Regions from separate parts of the Pan troglodytes genome. Here region 1 is linked to region 2. The links are chromatin contacts, called in public Hi-C maps. All regions are on one chromosome and are shown on one strand. The core of a region is the stretch at or near the end of the contact, and the rest is flanking DNA. Distances in the headings are between cores, read along the strand shown. Region 1 holds the start of GLOD4 (glyoxalase domain containing 4). Region 2 holds the start of NXN (nucleoredoxin).

Region 1 (6,681 bases), core at 1,780-4,279, 190 kb after region 2:
AAAAGTGGGGCTATGTGTGGCCCGGCGTGGCTGGTGCGGACATCTGGGGTTGCTGTCAACCCCGGGGTAAGCAGCGGAAGGTCCCAGGTGAACGGCAGGTCCCCAGAGGTCTGTTTCTCCTCTGGACCTTAATGACCAGGCTCCCAGCCAGGAGCCAGCGGCTGGGGCGAGGGGAGAGTGATTTCAGCGCTCTCTGCCCCGAAGCAGGAACTGAAGGGCCAGCCGGTGGGCACCCAGCATGAGCTCCAGGCACATCTGGACACCTATGCTTTGCCCAGAGTTGCTTTTCTCAGAGGCTGCAGTCACAGGGAAAAGTTGTGATGGTCTTTCCTGCTATTTCCCGTTCGTCCTCTTTCGCCTCCGTTTTTGTTCCCATGTCTTCCTGTACTCCGGGTTCTTGCTTCTGAGGTGGTCTGGGACAATCTGGATGGGTCTCCGGCTTTAACACCCTGGAGCACAGACAGCTTGCAAAATGCTCTCCGGTGGAGGGAGACTTCATCCTCTTTTCCTCCCTTTTCAACGATTTAAATCCAGGAAAAAATCGCAGCCCCGCCCTTCAGCACTGGGGTGGTTTTGGAGGTGTCGCCTGCCACCTCCTGGCAGACGCCACTGTGACAGCTACGCCACCACACAAAGGCGCGGGAGCGTGGCCAACATCCTGACAATGTTCGTCTCTCAGCCAAGCAGTGTTTTCCTTGTCAAATGTGGCTCGTTTTTTATTCCTGTTTACTGGGGAAATGGTGAGAGAACAAATGTCGGCCTCAAAACTTGAGAATTCAAGGTAGTGATTTTCCAGAATCACTCAGCAAATAACAACCATCTGCTCCCCTGTATTCACTGAAGAAAGGACAATTTGCCTCCCTCCTGCACCCTCCCTCGTCCCTACTAAATTATACCCATGAATATATAAAGTGAACTGAAGGCACTAAAGCAGTGAACTGAAGGCACTAAAGTGAACTGAAGGCACTAAAGCAGTGAGTCTTCAGTGAACTGAAGACTCTAAAGCAAAGGGATGTAAATTTTTTTTCCCTCTCACACCCAGGATAAAATGGGCTTAGAATTACTTGTCAGTGTTGGCCGGGCGCGGTGGCTCACGCCTGTAATCCCAGCACTTTGGGAGGCCGAGGCGGGTGGATCACGAGGTCAGGAGATCAAGACCATCCTGGCTAACATGGTGAAACCCCGTCTCTACTAAAAATACAAAAAATTAGCCGGGCGTGGTGGTGGGCGCCTGTAGTCTCAGCTACTCGGGAGGCTGAGGCAGGAGAATGGCGTGAACCTGGGAGGCGGAGCTTGCAGTGAGCCGAGATCGCACCACTGCACTCCAGCCTGGGCGACAGAGGGAGATTCCGTCTCAAAAAAAAAAAAAAAAAAAAAAATTACTTTCCAGTGTTTACATTGCTTTTTCTAAACAAGGACAAGGTAATACATGGTTTATTCTTTCACTGTTATTTTGTAACGAGTCAGTGGGAGTATAACCCGGGGAACAAATCCCAGGAGATTGGTTTTAGGCTGGAAAGATGTGAGCTTCCTTTTCATGACTCCTGCTTCTTGAGCACTGTCCTGAGGTGTCTGGGGAGACTGGAGTGGGATGGATTTGCATTCTCCAGGCCGCCTTTCCGCCTGTCCTCTCTGCACCAGCCTTTGGGAGCAGTGTTGGGGGGACACTTGCATCGCCCATTCATGTGGAGCTCTGGGCAGGCCCAGAGCACAGTGGAGCTCCAGAGCAGATGTTCAAATATTCAGATGTCAGCCTGGGAGGACACTGTCCCTGCAAACACCCCTCCCCCAGGGGAGAGCAATCCCAACCTGCCCCTTGGCACGTGAATCATGCTTGGTCATTTGGTTTTACTAGGAAGAGGGAGTTTGACTAGGAAGTTGGGGGAGTAGAAGAGAAAGAAGGTTTCTCCTGGGCACACCAGCAACACACTTGACCTCCCTGGAGTGAGCAGTGTCCAAACCATTACGGGAGCCGCTGGGCAGAAGGGTGTGGGGAAACGCTTCCTGTGTTGTCTTCAACTCCAACTCTGTGTGGCTGCAAAAGCAGTGCTTTTTTTTTTTTTTGAGACGGAGTCTCGCTCTGTCGCCCAGGCTGGCGTGCAGTGGTGCAATCTCGGCTCACTGCAAGCTCCGCCTCCCGGGTTCACACCATTCTCCTGCCTCAGCCTCCCGAGTAGCACCTGCCACCACGCCTGGCTAATTTTGTGTATTTTTTTAGTGAAGACGGTTTCACCGTGTTAGCCAGGATGGTCTCGATCTCCTGACCTTGTGATCCGCTGCCTTGGCCTCCCAAAGTGCTGGGATTACAGGCGTGAGCCACCGCGCCCGGCCTCCCGAGGTGCTGGGATTACAGGCGTGAGCCACCGCGCCTGGCCAGCAGTGCTTAAGAGAGTCCCATATTCCACCCACGCACCCCATCCCCACAGTTCCTTATAGATACATTGATGACCATCAGCACTTGCCCTGACCCCCTGGCTGCATCCTGGTTTGGCCGCTAGTAGGTAAAGATCCAGCTTGCCCTCGGCCCTGGAGGGGCTGAGAGAACAGAAGGGTCCTGCCGCTGTATTGTGGGCGTTCATTCTCAGAACCTTGGCCTCTAAACATTGGGGGATGAGACGTAAGTAGGACTAACACAGGGAACCAGGAAACAGTGACACTTTCCTGACACATGCAGGGTGAGGCTGCCGATTTTGAAATTCAGTTTTCTGCATAGACTTCCGTCTCTGCAAAGTCCTCAAAAAGGTATCTGCAGAGGTGCCAAGAAGGTCTGACATGGCCTGTTGAATTAAGCCGTTTCTATGGATACATAAACAGTGGCTCAGTGAAGCCCTGAACAATCTCAAAGACCATCTGAGCCCAGAGCAGAGCTGCTGGATGCCATGAGCGTAGCCCTCAGCTTCCTGGTGTTCCCTTAGCCACGTCCTCGTTACCAGGCCAAACGTGACTGACAGGTACTGTGACACACCAACCACACAAAACAACTTACTAACGTAATCTGCTGCTCATAGTTTATTTTCCACCAACCAGTGATCAGCTGTGAGTGATGTGGCTGTGACCTACAGCTGGTGCTTGGTGATTACAAACACCCACCAGCTGGTGGAGCAGGCGCCTCCCTGCCAGGATGATGCTTCAGGAACTTTCTGGGCACAAAGTGCTTCTTGGTGGACAATTTTTAAAAACACACAGAGCCACGTGGGTCACCTATTGTCACCAAGAGAAAAAAGAACCTCAAAATCAGTGACGCGACAGGAAGAATTCGGACCTGTTCTTTCTGAGGAAGTTCTTATTTTTCCTGTAACTGTATGACGGCATCACACCTTCCTCCTGAACATGGGGGCCATAGTCACTGACTCTGCCAGCCTCCCACGAGTGTGCTGGTGTAGGAGGAGCTGCAGACGTCCTCAAGCAGAAGTCACTTCTGCGTCCTCAGTGGTAACTCCTGTCCCTGCTCAAGTCCTCCGCCCTCCCCCGCAGCTGTCTTTTCCCTTCGAGAAGCAGGATGCTTGCCGCCATGGCCGAGTTGAGGCTGTCCACACCAGGCACAACGGGGATCAGCAGCCTCTTGCCACCAGTGCTCTCGGCCAGCTGCAGGGACTCCAGGCTCACGCCGTAGGTCTCCCCGCCAATCACCACAGCTGCCGGCGCCTCTGTCCAGTCCGAGTCGTAACTCTGAACCTCAACATGAGGCAGCCAATCTTGACTGGCTCCGGTTTCTACATCTTCCTCTTCCTCATACTTGTGAAACTTCATCACTCGTTGATCACACACCCAGCCATGGTCACTAGCTTTATTAGACATCTCAGCCTGGGCATAAAGGCCACAGTTGTCAGCCACATAGACCCGAGTGTCAGGGGGCAGGTAATTGGGCACGGTTTCCCATTCCAGATTATTGATAATGGGCATCCGGAAATGTGCGCCCATACCCGCCCGGAGCACTTTGGGCTCCCAGGCATCCACACAGCCTGGAAAATAAAAAGACAGGAAACAATCAAGATGTTACAAATCTTCCCAGACCAGGGGACTGTGGAGTAAGTCTGATCAATTTTGGATCAGGAGATAAACCAGTTCTTCTATGATAGCTTTCTTGAGGGCTGGGACCTTCTGCCTCTCTCTGACAGCATCCAGCAAAGCGACTATAGGCGTCACTCCTGCTAGTGCTGAAGATGTTTTATGCATCCCTTCAACATCTCCCATTCACACGTGCCAGACACTGCGCAGAAGATGCAAAGATAATGAAAGTCCCCAACCCCAAGGAACGCACAGTGTAGTGGGCAGTGGCGCTGGGGTGGTATTAAACAGATGGCTACAGTATCAGTAACTGATGTAAAAGAAGCACCCACACAGTCATAGGAAACCCACAGACAAAGCAGGGCGATGAGGAAAACCATCTAAAAGACCATGACACTGAGATAAAGGCCCAGGCAGAGGACAGAGCTAGGAGAGGAAGCCGGAGAGTGGCGCAGCCTAAGGACTGCAAGCATGGTGAGCCGGCCAATCAGCGGTGGCGCTGTGGCGGCACAGGAGGTGAGCCAGCCAATCAGCCGGTGGGGGTGTGGTGGCACAGTTGACGTGGCCAATCAGCGGGTGGGGGGGGGGGTGTGGTGGCACAGGTGAGCCGGCCAATCACTGGTGGTGCTGTGGCGGCACAGGTGGTGAGCCGGCCAATCAGCGGTGGTGCTGTGGCGGCACAGGAGGTGAGCCGGCCAATCAGCGGACGGGGGTGTGGTGGCACAGGAGGTGAGCCGGCCAATCAGCGCGTGGGGGTTTGGTGGCACAGAAGGTGAGCCTGCCAATCAGCGGGCGGGGGTGTGGTGGCACAGGAGGTAAGCCGGCCAATCAGTGGGTGGGGGTGTGGTGGCACAGGCAGTGATCCGGTCAATCAGCGCTGGGGTGTAGTGGCACAGGAGGTGGGAGGTGGGCAGGCCAACACGGAGGAGGCCTCCTATGGGAAGCTGAGGAGTTTGGCATTTTATCAGAAGACAGTATCATGCCATTGAGTGATCTTAAGCAAAGCAGTGACAGAATCAGATCTATAGTTTCATCAAGACCCATTGGGCTTCAACGTTCAGTCTGCACTGGAGCAGGGAACACTCTAGAGATGAGGAAATGAGGCAAGAGGCAACCCCGGCAGCAGCCTGCGACGCCTGGCCTTTCCCAGGGGCTGCTGCTCACCACGGGCAGGCTGGGAGAGCGGCCGAGGGTGGGGCCTCACAGTGACTGCATGGCCTCCCACCCTCCCCCGCACAGCTTGTTAGCGCAAGTCTTCTCCTGACGAGTTATTTTAAAAGTTCATTTGTCAAACCTCGGGATAGACGAACCAGGCAAACCAGATTTTAAACGGAGAATAAGACACAGAGGATGTAACAGCGCCTGCACCCCCAACCACGGGCTTTCCCTCTCCCTGCAGGAAACCAGAGATAGGCCCAGATGTGTGAGAGGAGCGGCCGAGGCTGACCCCTCTGCCTGGAGGGGAGAAGGGAAAGGGGAAAGGCGAGACTCCTCCCGTCATCCTCATGTCCTGGATACTGGGCACCACACCAAGTATTTCCTACCTTCTTTCCCTATTTCTTACACCCCAGCCATCAGTATCAATGTGAAAACCACACTGCTTGGATTATTTAGATTTATTTCCAAATCCCACAACAGCTATCAGAGCACTAAATAATGGGGCGAGTAAGCGGGTACTGATCACAGAACCCCAGCACGTAGCTCTCACACTGGCACAGAAACGTATTCTAGCAAGGCGTGACTGAGAAAGAGTTGCGAGCAGCAATTTAGGCAAGTCTCAACAATGGGTGCCACTATTAGTTTACTTTTAATGGTGGCTGGGGTGTTTCTGATGAATGGTACTCTCTGTCCCCTCCACCTCCCAAGGTGTAAGAGACATTTTAGGCGTGCTCCAACTGTGAGGAAAGTCTGTTTAGAGCCAAGCCTATTAATCCCTATTTCTGATGACAAGAGACAGAAATGTAATGAGGCGAATTTGTGTGCGGGGCATGTGACCCACGCTGAGGCTAAGGGAATCTAAGGGAAACGGATCACAATGACATTAGGATTCAGAGCTGCTGACGTCATTCCTTTCATAGGATTCAGAAGTCAAGACTCAGGAATGGCTCATATACTCAGCAATTTGGGAACTCAAGATCATTATATAAAGAACCAGAAACCAAGTGTTAAAATTGGCATCTATTTCATTTCCATAATCGATGTGAAGTTCTCTAACAGCCTAGCAGGTTTCATGATAATTTTAAAAGATAATAAACATGGCTGGCTATGGCGGCTAACGCCTATAATCTCAGCATTTTGCCAGGCAGAGGCAGGAGGATCCCTTGAGCTTAGGAGTTCCAGATCAGCCTGGGCAACACAGCAAGACCCCATCTCTACAATAAACATAATTTTTAAAAAAGAGAATCAACATTGACTGAATTACTCGTGAGGCAGGTAAGGTGTGAAGTAACTTCTGTGCATCATCTCACTTAATCCTCACGGTGACCAGGGAGATTCTGTTATTCCTCCCAGTTCACCAACGAGGAAGCTGACACTTCAGGGACTACTGCTCAGGGACCACAGCTAGTGAAGGCAGACCAAGATCCAAAGCCGTGTCTGCCTGCCCAGAGCCCTAGCTCACCTAACAGTGGTCGACTTGGCTGGGCGTGGTTATTCATGCCTGTCATTCCAGCT
Region 2 (6,621 bases), core at 3,337-5,836:
AAAACTCTAATATGTTCTCCAGAATGCGATACGTGTTGAGGCTCATTCCTACATATTGTAAAACAATAATACTTTTCAGAATAGCCAGGTCGATTCATGTAACATCGCTAGCTGAACACCAGTGGGGACATTCTCCTTTAGAGAACCACATACACAGAGAGAGAGATTTCTGTAGCCCAGAGCACCCTGGCTAATTCTTCACAGGATGCCAAATGACTCCTTGGGCTTCTTATAACACCCACTACAATTATGATTCTGGGATCATTTCCATTGCAAATCCCCCCTTTCCGCACCCCTTTAAAAGGCAGCTGTGATATTTGGCCTCTAACCAAAGCCTGCCGCATCCACAATTCTCTAAATTTTATTTATATTTCATGTGCAGTGTGTTCGAACTCTCCCTTCCCCAGGTGCCAGATGCTGGTTTGGACACACTCCAGTGGAAAGTGCTTTCCTGTAAAATAAGACAAGTCACACATGGAAGAAACCTCCTCTTTATATCAGACTTGCACCAAGTATACCAAAGTTAATACTCAAATATTTACAATATTTGCAGCCCCTCAAATTCCCTCTTCACCGGCCTCCACACCAAATGCCTCTTGCCCTTTGGCTGCCGTAGCAGGTAAATGCTGATGGCCCTTTTACATTTCTGTAGTTTTCATAATTTTGAAAATGTCGGAGTGTAGGACTCTAACACTCTTTCAGTAGTGCCTAACCCATGTACCCAGTGCATGGGCCTTTCAGATAGGATTTGGATGAGATGATAAAACATTGTAACCCATTTACAGGATTTCAAAAGACGTCTAGTAACTATGTATGTGTATGTATATATATATATACTTTTTTTTTTTTTTTTTTTTTTTTTGAGATGGAGTCTCTCCCTGTCACCCAGGCTGGAGTGCAGTGGTGCGATCTCGGCTCACTGCAAACTCCGCCTCCTGGGTTCATGCCATTCTGCCTCAGCCTCCCGAGTAGCTGGGACTACAGGTGCCCGCCACCTCGCCCGGCTAATTTTTTGTATTTTTAGTAGAGACGGGGTTTCACTGTGTTAGCCAGGATGGTCTCAATCTCCTGACCTCATGATCTGCCCGCCTCAGCCTCCCAAAGTATTGGGATTACAGGTGTAAGCCACCTCACCCGGCCTAGTAATTTAATATATATCATATGAGTAGCTTTAAATGTTTTCACCAAGGCCGGGCGGTGGCTCATGCCTGTAATCCCAGAACTTTGGGAGGCTGAGGCGGGTGGATCACTTGAGGCCAGGAGTTTGAGACCAGCCTGGCCAGTATGGTGAAAACCCCGTCTCTATTAAAGATACAAAAAATTGGCCAGGCTTGGTGGCGGGCGCCTGTAATCCCAGCTACTCCGGAGGCTGAGGCAGAGAATTGCTTAAACCTGGAGGGGCGGAGCTTGCAGTGAGCCGAGATCATGCCACTGCACTCCAGCCTGGGCAACAGAGCAAGACTCTGTTGCAAAAAACAAACAAACAAAACAAAACAAAAAAATTAGTCAGTGCATGCCAGTAATCCCAGCTATTTGGGAGGTGGTGCATGCCTGTAATCCCAGCTACTCGCGAGGCTGAGGCAGGAGAATCACTTGAATCTGGTAGGCAGAGGTTGCAGGAGCTGAGATCGCACCACTGCACTCCAGCCTGGGCAACAGAGTGAGACTCTGTCTGTAGGGACCAGCCCCACAGGGTCGGTGGGTCTCTCCCCGTGTGCGGAGATGAGAGAGTGTAGAAATAAAGACACAAGACAAAGAGATAAAAGGCAGCTGGGCCGGGGGGACCACTACCACCAAGTCGCGGAGACCGGTAGTGGTCCCAAATGCCAGGCTGCACTGATATTTATTGGACACAAGACAAAGGGGCAGGATAAGGAGAGTGAGCCATCTCCAATGATAGGTAAGGCCACGTGGGTCACGTGTCCACTGGACAGGGGCCCTTCCCTGCCTGGCAGCCGAGGCAGAGAGAGAGAGGAGACAAAGAGAGAAACAGCTTCCACCATTATTAGAGACTTTTAGTGCTTTCACTAATTTGCTACTGCTATCTAGAAGGCAGAGCCAGGTGTACAGAATGGAACACGAAGGCAGACTAGGAGCATGACCACTGAAGCACAGCATCACAGGGAGACGGTTAGGCCTCCGGATAATTGTGGGCGAGCCTGCAGTCAGGCCCTCCACAAGAGGTGGAGGAGTAGAGTCTTCTCTAAACTCCCCCGGGGAAAGGGAGACTCCCTTTCCTGGTCTGCTAAGTAGCAGGTGTTTTTCCTTGACACTTACGCTACCGCTAGACCACAGTCTGCCTGGCCACGGGTGTCTTCCCAGACGCTGGTGTTACCGCTAGACCAAGAAGCCCTCTGGTAGCCCTGTCTGGGCATAACAGAAGGCTCACACTCTTGTCTTCTGGTCACTCCTCACTATGTCCCCTCAGCTCCTATCTCTGTATGGCCTGGTTTTCCCTAGATTATGATTATAGAGCGAGGATTATTATGATATTGGAATAAAGAGTAATTGCTACAAACTAATGATGAATGATGTTCATATATAAGCATATCTAAGATCTATATCTGGTATAACTATTCTTATTTTATATTTTATTATACTGGAACGGCTCGTGTCCTTGGTCTCTTGCCTCAGCGCCTGGGTGGCTTGCCGCCCACACTGTCTCAAAATAAATAAATAAATAAATAAAGTTTTCACTAAAAAGTGATGCTTTCTGTGTGTGTTTTATAATATTGTCCCTACAGTGGCAAAGACTTTCAGCATGAAAGTCTCCTAAGAATTAAGGTGGAATTCGACTTCGCAGTAGGATTCTAGCGTGTTCGAACGTGGTCCTCCATCAAAGATCTTACCTGTGTCATTAGCAATACCAGCAGGTGACTAAGGAAGTGGATATAACTTGTAGAGACGCCAGTCCACTTTCCGCTCCCATCTCCACCTCTCCCAATTGTTTTATATGGTAACATTTCACCAAGCTGGAACCCTGCACCATTCCTTATTCTACCCTAGAAAAACGGAGAACCTTCGATGTGAACACTTACGTTTTGTGCCAAAAGCTTGAAGTTCTATTCTGAGGTTTAAATTAGCTCCCGCAAAGCGTCCTATCATTTGTGTATGTGGAAAGCTGCTGTAAAATAAAAGCATTGTGCCTGGTGTCCCGGCAGTGTCTTTTCACAAATGGAGTCTGGTCGGCCTCATTTTTCACTCTTTCCATTAGGTGGCGATGGATGCACAGGAAATACCCTCCGAAGCGGCGGTGGAAGCTCTCAGAGGGGCGGGTTTTCAGCTTTTATTTTTTTGCTTTCGCTGAGTCGTCAGTAGCTGATCCACACCGGCGGCCTGTTACTGTGGCTGGGCCCGGATCTGCACCTGCTTCGTGCACCAGTGGGTTGGGTTGGGGGGAGGCGCTGCGTGGCCAGAGTACTCGCCACGGACCACCTGTTTTTTTTGTTTTTTTGAGACGGAGTCTCGCTCTGTTGCCCAGGCTGGAGTGCAATGGAGCGATCTCGGCTCACTGCAGCCTCCGTCTCCCGGCTTCACGCCATTCTCCTACCTCAGCCTCCTGAGTTGCTCGGGTTACAGGTGCCTGCCACTACACCCGGCTAATTTTTGTATTTTTAGTAGAGGCGGGGGGGGTGTCACCATATTGGCCAGGCTGGTCTCGAACTCCTGACCTTGTGATCCACCCACCTCGGCCTCCCAAAGTGCTGGGAATTCAGGCGTGAGCCACCGCGCCCGGCCCAGACCACCTGTTTAATTCAGCTTCTCCCTAAGCATTGGGGAGCATCCTGCCAGCTGGTAGGAAAAAAAAAAAATCTCTAGAAATGTTCTCAACTATCCATAGACTTGACATGAGGATGGAGCGGATTCAGGAGCGCGGCCAGCATTGGTCTGGAGGCCCCGCGGCGTCCTTTGCATCCATTTGTGAGGCTGGAAGACAGATTCGCTGGGGGCAGAGGCCCCGGCGACCCCTGGACGGAAATCCCACACTGAGACCTGGCACCCTAACCAGACCCCACCAGAAGCTGCGAGGGCGTCCTGGGCCCCCTTAGAACAGCTTGGAACACACAGAGGAGTCAGTGTCCAGCCAGGCCCGGCCTGATGCAGTGAGGACGGCGAGTCCTATAAGCATCTCAGGGTCAGTGGGTCCCGGAGCGGCCTGAGGGTCAGGCTTCGTGCAGGGAGAGGAGGGAAAGGCCGGGGAGGAGGAACAGGAAGAGGGTGAAGAGCTCCGCGGGGAGGGGGCGGGATCCCTGGAGGTCTGGAGGGAATTTAGAACTGAGGAGGAGAGAAAATGCGGGCCGGGCTGCAGCCCGGGAAAGCGCCGGCTCAGCGGGCCCTTCTCCTTTCTTCACTTCGGCCGCGGGCTTTCCAGGGAGAGTGCGGCGTTTCGGGTCCGGCTTCTCGCCCAAGCAGTCACCCCGCGCACCGCGACCGGCAGCTGCGGACCCCGCCTGGGCGGAGAGCTCTGGCCATGGCCGGCCGCAAACGGGGCGTGGCGAGGGCGGGCGGAGGGGCGTGGCGCGGACCGCGGAGGGGGCGTGGCGCGGGCAGGCGGAGGGGGCGTGGCGTGGGCGGCCTTACTGGGCCGGGCTCCGCTCTCCTCAGCGCCTGCCGCCGCCGCCGCCGCCTCCTCCCGCCGCGCGGACCGTGGAGCGGGGTCGCAGCCGCCTGCCCGCCGTGCGGTGGGCCAGGATGTCGGGCTTCCTGGAGGAGCTGCTCGGCGAGAAGCTGGTGACGGGCGGCGGCGAGGAGGTGGACGTGCACTCGCTGGGCGCCCGCGGCATCTCGCTGCTGGGTCTCTACTTCGGCTGCAGCCTCAGCGCCCCCTGCGCGCAGCTCAGCGCCAGCCTGGCCGCCTTCTACGGGCGCCTGCGGGGGGACGCGGCGGCCGGGCCGGGGCCGGGAGCGGGGGCCGGGGCGGCGGCGGAGCCCGAGCCGCGGCGGCGCCTGGAGATCGTCTTCGTGTCCTCGGACCAGGACCAGCGGCAGTGGCAGGACTTCGTGCGGGACATGCCGTGGCTGGCGCTGCCCTACAAGGAGAAGCACAGGAAGGTGAGCGGCGCGGGCCTCGCCGGCCCCTGCCCGCCCCCCACCCCCGTTACCCCTGCCCGTCCCCCACCCCCGTTACCCCTGCCCTCCGCCAACCCCGTTGTCCCCCTGCCCGCCCCCCACCCCCTGACCCCAGCCCCCAGTCCCCCGCCCCCCGACCCACTGTCCTCTCCCCGCCCCCCACCCCGCCGTCCCCGCCTCTGCCCCCCCTCCCCTCCCTCTCCGCGCTGTGCCCGCACCCTCATCCCAGGACCCCTCTTTGGTTCGAGTGCTGCGCTGCGCCCGCCCTGGAAAGTTGGACCCCCCTCGGCCCCCGGGACCCCGGCTGGAGCCCCTCCGTCCGCACACGCTGGGAGCCTCGGGTGGGGGCGGCTGCGCTCGGGGATCCCGGTTCCGCGACCCCTTCACCCGCGAGCAGAGGCGCCAGGCCCTTCCTGCCTCCGCCGCCGACCCCCGCGGATTCCCACAGTGGGGAGGGGAGGGGAGGGGAGGGTGCGCGCCCCCCGCCCGTGGTGCCCAAACCAGCGCGTTTCCTTTCTTTCCGGGAGAAACCTGCCTTCCCGGAGCCCCTTCCCCGGGGACCGGGGACCTGGGGGCCGAGGCCGAGGTCAGGAGAGGCGGCCGGTGACCGTGGCCGTGGCTGTGGCCGAGAAGGGCGCTCACGGCTCCGTCTCCCGCCCCCGCCTCCCCCGCCCCCCCCGCCCCAGGCTGAGTTCGCGGCCACCGGGGAGCTTTGCATTGTCTGGCCGTCCAGTCTCCTCCCCAGACGCCTCCCGGGCGCGGGAACAGCCCGGGCTGTGCAGAGCTCAGCTGCGTGGTGGCCCCTGTGGTCCCGGGGTCTTCGAGTTAAGGGCTGAGTTGACCCCATCGATGCACATTGACTGGAAGAAGGAGGATTTGGGGAAATGGATACTTTGCTGTCAACTTCTCGTGTCTCCCAGTTTGCTGCCGAGTTGAGTTTGGGTTTCTGAGTGTGTCCCTTGGGTGAGGATGTCTGTCTCTGTGATAATAAAGCACATCCAGGACATTTTGTAATGAATGGAGTCAGAAAAAGTTTTGGAGCGCTGTTGCTTCGTGAGTGTCTATGATGCAACGTGTGAATCCAGCCCCCTTCCCTTTTTGAGGAAAGCCTGTTTCTGGAGTGGACAGAAGGGCTATTCTGGGGGCGTTTAGTTTCCTCTGGGGAGCATGGCGAGGCGTGCCACGTGTTCCTTTTATATGTGCAGAATCTTGTTGAGAAGCATGATTTAGATTTACTGGGAGCAAAAGGCTTATACTGTGACCCCAAATGTCTTGAGTAAATCATCCATCCCGAAGCAGTGTGAGGTAGAGATTTGAGATTTAAAGTATGAAATACAGTTGATCCGATGCAGTTTGTAAATTTCACATTGGGAAACCATAGGTTCACTAACCACTCAGAGGCAAGAGTTGGCATTTTTACTGCTTTTTAGGTTATTTTGCCCATTTTGATTGACATGCTTGATGTAGTATGAATATGCATGGCCAGTACTTTTTGATTCAAAATACGAGAATCCTTTGTTTTCCTTGGTGGTGGTTTTTGTGGTACGTTCG

What was found. A called contact is a pair of places that touch in the nucleus more often than the background predicts.
Region 1: a contact with region 2 is called in a Hi-C map of stem cell-derived neural progenitor cells, with 6 times the contacts expected there. The contact joins the promoter of GLOD4 here to the promoter of NXN in region 2. A contact is called at or near these places in 5 of 7 Hi-C or Micro-C datasets (blood, induced pluripotent stem cells, a lymphoblastoid cell line and 1 more), 1 of 1 datasets of contacts at active chromatin or transcription factors (stem cell-derived excitatory neurons) and 1 of 1 other capture datasets (stem cell-derived neural stem cells).

Annotation. Positions count from the first base shown.
Region 1 is chr19:11,260,618-11,267,298 of NHGRI_mPanTro3-v2.0_pri, reverse strand. GLOD4 (glyoxalase domain containing 4) reads left to right here and starts at 3,029. Exons shown (of 10, transcript XM_063798148.1): 1 at 3,029-4,524. It overlaps MRM3 (mitochondrial rRNA methyltransferase 3), which reads right to left. Exons shown (of 4, transcript NM_001279817.1): 4 at 2,987-3,962. The coding sequence ends at 3,427.
Region 2 is chr19:11,449,722-11,456,342 of NHGRI_mPanTro3-v2.0_pri, reverse strand. It overlaps NXN (nucleoredoxin), which reads left to right and starts at 4,586. Exons shown (of 8, transcript XM_016931115.4): 1 at 4,586-5,052. The coding sequence starts at 4,693.